Regions from separate parts of the Mustela erminea genome. Here region 2 is linked to region 1. A link is a contact called in public Hi-C data. All regions are on one chromosome and are shown on one strand. Each heading gives the region's core, a stretch centred on a gene start, on an enhancer-like site or on the middle of the called end of the contact. The rest is flanking DNA. Distances are from core to core; before and after follow the strand shown. Region 1 holds the start of LOC116588238 (coiled-coil-helix-coiled-coil-helix domain-containing protein 2-like). Region 2 holds the start of RNGTT (mRNA-capping enzyme).

Evidence for each region. Hi-C and Micro-C count contacts between places; a contact is called where the count stands out from the background.
Region 2: a contact with region 1 is called in a Hi-C map of fibroblasts, with 5 times the contacts expected there. The contact joins the promoter of RNGTT here to the promoter of LOC116588238 in region 1. A contact is called at or near these places in 3 of 3 Hi-C or Micro-C datasets (fibroblasts, skeletal muscle and spleen).

Annotation. Positions count from the first base shown.
Region 1 is chr4:41,323,084-41,326,376 of mMusErm1.Pri, reverse strand. LOC116588238 (coiled-coil-helix-coiled-coil-helix domain-containing protein 2-like) reads left to right here and starts at 1,305. Exons shown (of 1, transcript XM_032339074.1): 1 at 1,305-2,144. The coding sequence starts at 1,369. The coding sequence ends at 1,839.
Region 2 is chr4:41,527,011-41,530,742 of mMusErm1.Pri, reverse strand. RNGTT (mRNA-capping enzyme) reads right to left here and starts at 1,895. Exons shown (of 16, transcript XM_032339080.1): 1 at 1,603-1,895. The coding sequence starts at 1,666.

The sequences.
Region 1 (3,293 bases), core at 56-2,555:
TATTCCCTGCTAATTAGGGGAAATGATCCATTTAAACGAAAGAAGGCTTTTTGGCCATGGTAAGAATGAATTCTTTGAATGAGAAGCCATATTTGGAGCTCTTCAACTCTTGAAGAAAAGAAAGAATGTAATTTAATCTTATCATAAAATAAACAATAGGCGTAGGCTGAATTCAGCAGCAGAAAAGAAGGAAATAATAGCTGTGCAATGTAATGTATGACTATTGGACTTTTTTCAGCATGAGACTGTCTTGACTCACAGATTAACGCTGGTTGCATATAATTCCTTAAAAATAAGCGGACACAAATTCCACTCTCTTTGAATCTGTGGAAAAATCACAACAAAATAGCCAGTCTCATTGTGCATTCCTTTGTCTCCACTTTTTCCAATGACTTGGTTCCTTGCTTTAAGGAGAGAGAAAACACTGGGGATCCTTAAAAGTCAGTGAAATGAATGCTTTTTGTGGATTTGTGTCCACTTTCTGCCCTCTGACTGTCAGGGTTGGCTTTCTTTAGGGCCTTCTTTTTTTTAATTTATTATTATTATTATTTTTTAAGATTTTGTTTGTCAGAGAGAGAATGCACAGGCAGGGGGAAGAGCAGTCTCCCCACTGAGCGAGGAGCCCAACGCAGGGACTCGATCCCAGGACCCTGGGATCATGACCTGAGCTGAAGGCACATGCTTAACCGACTGAGCCACCCAGGTGCCCACTTTAGGGGCTTCTGAAATCACCCTGAATCTTGCTCCACACCCTGCTATCCCACCAGGAAAACATCCAGGACAGCTCCAAGATGAATACAAAGGACAGGTTTGTAGAGGATTGCCATCCCTAACCGTTGGTGGCATCTCCTAGAATCATGACCCTACCAGCTGGAGGAGGTGTTAGTGCTCTCCAAGTTAATTTACTTCATTTAGGAACAGAAAACAGGTCCAGATGGGTAATTTGGTTTGGGTCGCTTTTCCCAAGTGGCTACTAAGTTGTAGGAGGTTCTTGCTCTCATTAGCTCCATTTCCGTACACCTGGTAATTTCCTGTTTTAGTCAATGCTGAAGATACAGCCAGCCAATCCCTGGTGATGTGGTTTTAGAGCCCATGACTCCTGCTTCTAATTATTCTGTAGAAAATGCTAAAGAAAGCAGCACAGGTGGTTTTCTCAGCAGGTTCTTCTAGAGTTGAATGTTCAGTTTCGGGTGTCGCTGAGTTAAGCTTCACCCAACTTTAGAACTTCCACAACTCACACTCCGAAACCTCAGTGTTAGGGACATGTAATATTTTAGACAACCATGATAATTTTGCTTAAAAACTGAACTTTAGGGGGTCTCCGCCGCGTCTCGGACATCTGGAAGCAGGGCCGCTCCGCCAGGAACCATGCCGCGTGGAAGCCGGAGCCGCACCTCCCGCATGGCCCCTCCGGCCAGCCGGGCTCCTCAGATGAGAGCTGCACCGAGACCAGCGCCTGCAGCTCAGCCGCCAGCAGCGGCTCCCCCATCTGCTGTTGGCTCACCTGCGGCTGCACCCCGGCAACCCGGTCTCATGGCCCAAATGGCATCCACTGCAGCAGGCGTGGCTGTGGGCTCTGCTGTTGGGCACACGATAGGTCACGCCATCACTGGGGGCTTCGGTGGAGGAAGTAGTGCTGAGCCTTCAAGGCCTGACATCACTTACCAGGAGCCTCAGGGAGCCCAGCCAGTGTACCAGCAGCCACAGCAGCAGTTTGGCCCTTGCCACTATGAGATGAAACAGTTTCTGGAGTGCGCCCAGAACCAGGGTGACCTTAAGCTTTGTGAAGGTTTCAGCGAGGTGCTGAAACAGTGCAGATTTGCAAATGGATTAGCCTAATCAAGAAGTTCAAATTGAAGACACGGAAAATCATCTCTCATGACCAAGTTAATTTAGCATAAAAATATATAATTAACAGTGAATATATAAAGTATAAAATCACCAGTTAAGCCTTTCCATCTTTAATTACAGCTTTCTTCAGAATTGAGATGAAAAGCATGTTCTTACTGAATAGAAGTTCATTGAGATGGTTTGAGTTTGGGGCTGCAAGGATGTTTGTGTGCCTCCTTAAATCACCTTTTGTGATGTTCTCATTTGTGAACTAATTAATAGAATAAAGTGATTTTCTCTCAAAAAAAAAAAAACTGAACTTTACCTTTGGGTCCATCTGAAGGTATCAGTTAGTATTAATTAGCAATGCTATTGTATTTTATTTATTTTGTTTTATTTTATTTTTAAAGTTTTTATGTATTCATTCATTTAAGTAATCTCTACACACAACATAGAGCTCAAACTCATGACCCTGAGATCAAGGGACCCATGTTCTTTGGACTGAGTCACCTGGGTGCCCCCCGCTTTTTAAAGAGTGGTCCCTGGTAATTTCAAAAGAAAAAAGAAAAAGAAATGCTGTGCTGCTGCCTACCCACCTCCCCCGTCCCCACCCAGTCATGCAAGGAGCCTTCCAACTCAGAGTGGGCTATGAGAAGCAAGGCCAAATGTCCAGGTGAGGACAGAGACATTCCAGTAAGTGACCAAAGGGCCTTGGGCACGGGGATGCTTCCTTCTCAGCATTCAGTGCTACAGCGAGCTTCCCAGCTCAGCTGTGTCCTGGGAAAGACGGCCTCAAGTAGGAGCTCCCAGGATCTCTTCTGTCCTGCGGGTGGTTCTGATTGTCTCATAAATAGAGTATTTGCTGAGAGCGTGGCTGACCCGGCTGTCTCCCTGCAAACCTCCAGGAAGCCCCAAAATGGGAAATCCCTGAGATTTTAGGCAAGCTTTCAGCTTCCTTCTTATATCTTACAGAGAGCAGGCCAACAAATCTGAATATAGCAACCCTCCCACAAGGAAATAAAGGCTGTGAATGTAGACAATTACTGTAAAGTGAGCTGTAGGGAGGAGGTATAATGACATCTTTTTAGAAAGGCAGACGGTACAATAGTAACAGCTCAGATTCATGCCAGCTCTACGGATTAAAATCCCACGTATGCCATTTATACCCTTGCGGCCTCTGGGCCTCAAGCTCTTCATCTGGAAAATGGGAATGATAACAATAGTATGTACCTCTTAGGAAGGTAAATGAGTTAATAAATTTTTTTAAAAATGCATAACACATGTGAAATACTCCACTGCCATCTTTTGAGGGAAACCTGTGTGATTCTGTTACCGACAACACTAGCACTTTGCACTCTCACAAAGCTTTGAGCTCATAGATTCTTTGCATGCATTCTCTCATTTGCTTCTCAAAAAAACTTGTGAGGGAGGAACTAGTGTCTCCATTTTACACATAAGAAAAC
Region 2 (3,732 bases), core at 646-3,145, 200 kb before region 1:
AACACAAAAAATTAAATTTTTTTTAAAAATTTTTTTAAAAATCTTTAAAAAAAATAAAAAAGGACTCTTTCAACAATTTCAAATAACTGGTAAGACATACTATAAATATATACATAACATGTAATCATAGTTCACTACAAAACCCTTCTAGAATCAGCAGCAAGTTGTGGTTCAAATGTAAATCGTTCACTCCTCAAAAACACAGTGTTAAGAAAATGAAAAACCAAGCCACAGACAGGAGAAAAAAAAAATTTAAGCATATATCCAATATACGATTTGTATTTACAATATATAAAGAAGTCTAACCATTCAACAATAAGATAAAAACCCAATTAAAAAATCAGTACACGATCTGGACATCTCACAGAAGATATGTGAATTGCCAAGAAGCTCATATACACCACAAACCACAATATGACTAAATACCTATTATCGTGGGTAAAATTAAAAAGACTGACCATACCAAGCCTTGGAGAGGATATGAACTAAACAGAACTCTCAGACATTAATGGTGGGAATGTAAAATGCTATGGCTTTTAAAAAGAGTTTGACATTTTTTTAAAAGGTTAAACATACACCTACCATATGATCCTTTCCTCTCCTAGAACCTGACACAAGAGAAATGAAAGCATATATCCATACAAATTACTGCACAGGAATGTTCATAGCAGGTTAATTTGTAATAGCCAAAAACTGCAAACAACCTAAATGACTATCAGTGAGTGTATGGATAAACAAATGTGCTGCATCCATTAACAATGGACTACTACTGTTTGTATGTGCAATAAAAAGGGATGCACATACAAACATACAAGAACTTGGATAAATCTCAAAATAACAATGCTGAGCAAAAGAATACAGAGACCTTCCCCCCAAAACAAGTGTATGCACTGTATGATTCTATTTATTTTTTTTTAAGTATAGAAAATGCAAACTAATCTATGACAGAAAGCATGTAAGAGATTGCCTGAGGAGGAAGGGATTACAGGGGGCAGTCGAAACTCTTGAGCGGTGATGGTTATGTTCACTGTTTTGATTGTAGTGGTGGTTTCATGGGTGTTTCACTGGAAGTGTGTCTGGGTATGCGGCATTTCTCACACAACACTTTAAGGTTTGTTATGTGTCAAACTCAATGAAGACGCAAAAATTCACAACAAAATCGTTTTTAAAAACCAAACTCCAGTCAGTGTCGATCCATTTCAGCACTGGGAAACTTCCCTCTCCTCTTGAGCCCTCCATCTCAAGACTGACACTTGTCCCTACCCCATCCGAGAAACCTGGAAGGTTCCTAAACTTCTAAGCTTCAAAGTAATGCCCGCTGTGTTCTTGGGCCCCCAGCTCCCGCTACCCAAACCTCCTGTCTACTTTCGCGTTCGCAATACTTAGTCGTCCTGGAGAGTGACACGTGCCCCCACCCACCGGCCCACCCCCTCCAATCACTTTCCCAAACACTCAACCACGAAGCTTCGTCCGACCGAGCACATCTCGGTCCTGAAATACCACTAACAAGCACGGAACCCCACGAAAGCTGCGCCCCTCACACGGCCCACCCACGGGCCCGCGGATATGCAGGGACTCGAACACCACCCCCGTCCGGGTTACCTGCCACCGGCTGGCCGCGCCGCGGACAGTTCAGCCACCGTGGTGGGATCTTGTTATGAGCCATGTCTCGGGGCCGCGCAGAGGCGCCCCCTCCACCAACGTTCGCCGCGCCAACGCCGCCGCCTCCTCGCGGTCGGCTCCGTACCGAGGGTCCGAGGCACCCGAATCCCGGCAGGGGTCGAAATCCCAGCAGCTCCTGCCCGGGAAACGTCAGAGGCGGCGCGCCACTTTCATTCAGGATCAACTCCACCACTCTAAGAGAGCCCACAATGCACTGCTACTTCCGCCCCTAAAGGCCCCGCCCCCTTCTTTCCGAGGTCAGAGGGAAAGACGCAGATGCTCGTTAAGAGGGATGGGAGGGAGTTAAAGCCACGGCGAATGGGAGGGGCGCGTCTTCCATTGCCCCGCCCCACCGAGAACTCCCGCTCGCCCTTAGGACGGCTTCGCGCAAGCGCGGGTGGCCTCGTACCGGTTCCCGCAAATGACACGTATTTTGTATTCTTCCCTAGTCAGCAGATAGACACCCCTGAAGATGTAGAGAAGCCAGCCCTCTTTCCAGGCGTAGACTGATCCGCAGCTTCCACAAAAGCATCTGTTTTAGTGATGAAAGTGTCCTTCCCACCACTGTTAACGATCTAGAGCCTGATCGCCCTTTTTTCTGCCCAGCTTGGCGTCCCGGCAGGATCTGAGTTTGAGCTGAAATTTGGGAAGTTTTCCTTGACATGGATCAGGGAAACAAGCTTTAGAGACATTCTAAGGGCGAGAAGTTGGAATGCCAGAAATGACTTTCTCTTTGGGAGCGGGGGCGGGGGGGTACTTGTAAGGATCCTTGAAGTATCTGAAATTAATCCCAAAATGGTTTTCTAGAGTTTTGTTTGTACATTTCTGGAGCAAATTTTTCGAGTACTGGGGAGCATCAGGGGCTCCGTGTCTCAAAGTTACTAACGTGCATAACTGGCAAAGGCGGGAACACAAAGGGGTGTTCTTTGCCTTACCGAACAAATGGTCTTACCCTTCGAGTTAAACAGGAGTGATTGGGAACGTTTTATAAACTCCGTCCTGTAATAAGACTTTCTGTAATTACTAAAGTGTTAAACATAAAACTGGATAATGGAAAAATTAATTTTAATGTAGCGATTTGGTTTTAAAGACCAATACTATATTTGAATTGTAAGATTGTGAGTTTAGGGGGTGGGTGGCGTATACTTTAAAGTGGGTAGGTGGGAAACTTAAGGAACAGCTCAGCCCCTGAATGCCTGTACCCTCTCAGTAAGACTCAGAATTCTCCCATAAACAGAGAGGTCCTGAGTTAGGTCTCACTCCCAGTCTGTCCTGCTGTTACAACTACTGAGACCTTTTTGTAAATGTGTCACACCTCTCCTGACAGGACAAGATAAGGTTTTCCTTACCGACCAGCTGTGTATCTAAATATTTCTCTTCCCTGCTGACAAAGTAAAATGGATACCATGCCCAAATCTCTAGGGATGGAAAAGGTGAACCGAATCCTGTGATAATATCTCATTTTCCCTCTCTGGGGATGACTCCCCTTGGAAAGCATCCCCCCTCACACACTCTCACACACACACAGTCCTAGGCACAGGGAGAGCTTCCCAGAGGCTTCATGCCACCCATGAGCCTCTGTAATTGGTTGTAAGCCGTCAGTGTGTGCTTAAGTTTTACATCATTATCGTTCATGCCCTCTCCATCCTTAGTGCCCATAGAGCAAAAGGACCTCATGGCTCCCTTATGCCCCACAAAAGACAGTAGAGTAGGAAAGTGGCATCCAAGTCACTGGGCAGTTTCTTACTAACAGGAATCTTTCTCTTGATGTTTTTCTCTTGTATTTCTGTCTATATCACTCCTAATCCCACATCTCTGCTTTTCCACAAGAGGAAAAATAGATGCCCACACAAGGACCAACATGACACCTCCCTGGTTTTCTAGAACTCCTAACCTACCCTCATAAATAGGTCTTGGCCTCCTCTTTATCGCTTCTTCATGGGTGAATTCTTCCCTCAAACATCCATTTTGCCAATAAGGCAATGTGTAACAGTAACTAAAAATAAGATTGAATTTTCCCTATTGACAAAAAGCAGAGAACTTTTCCCCCTTGCCTTTTCCTAGAACATT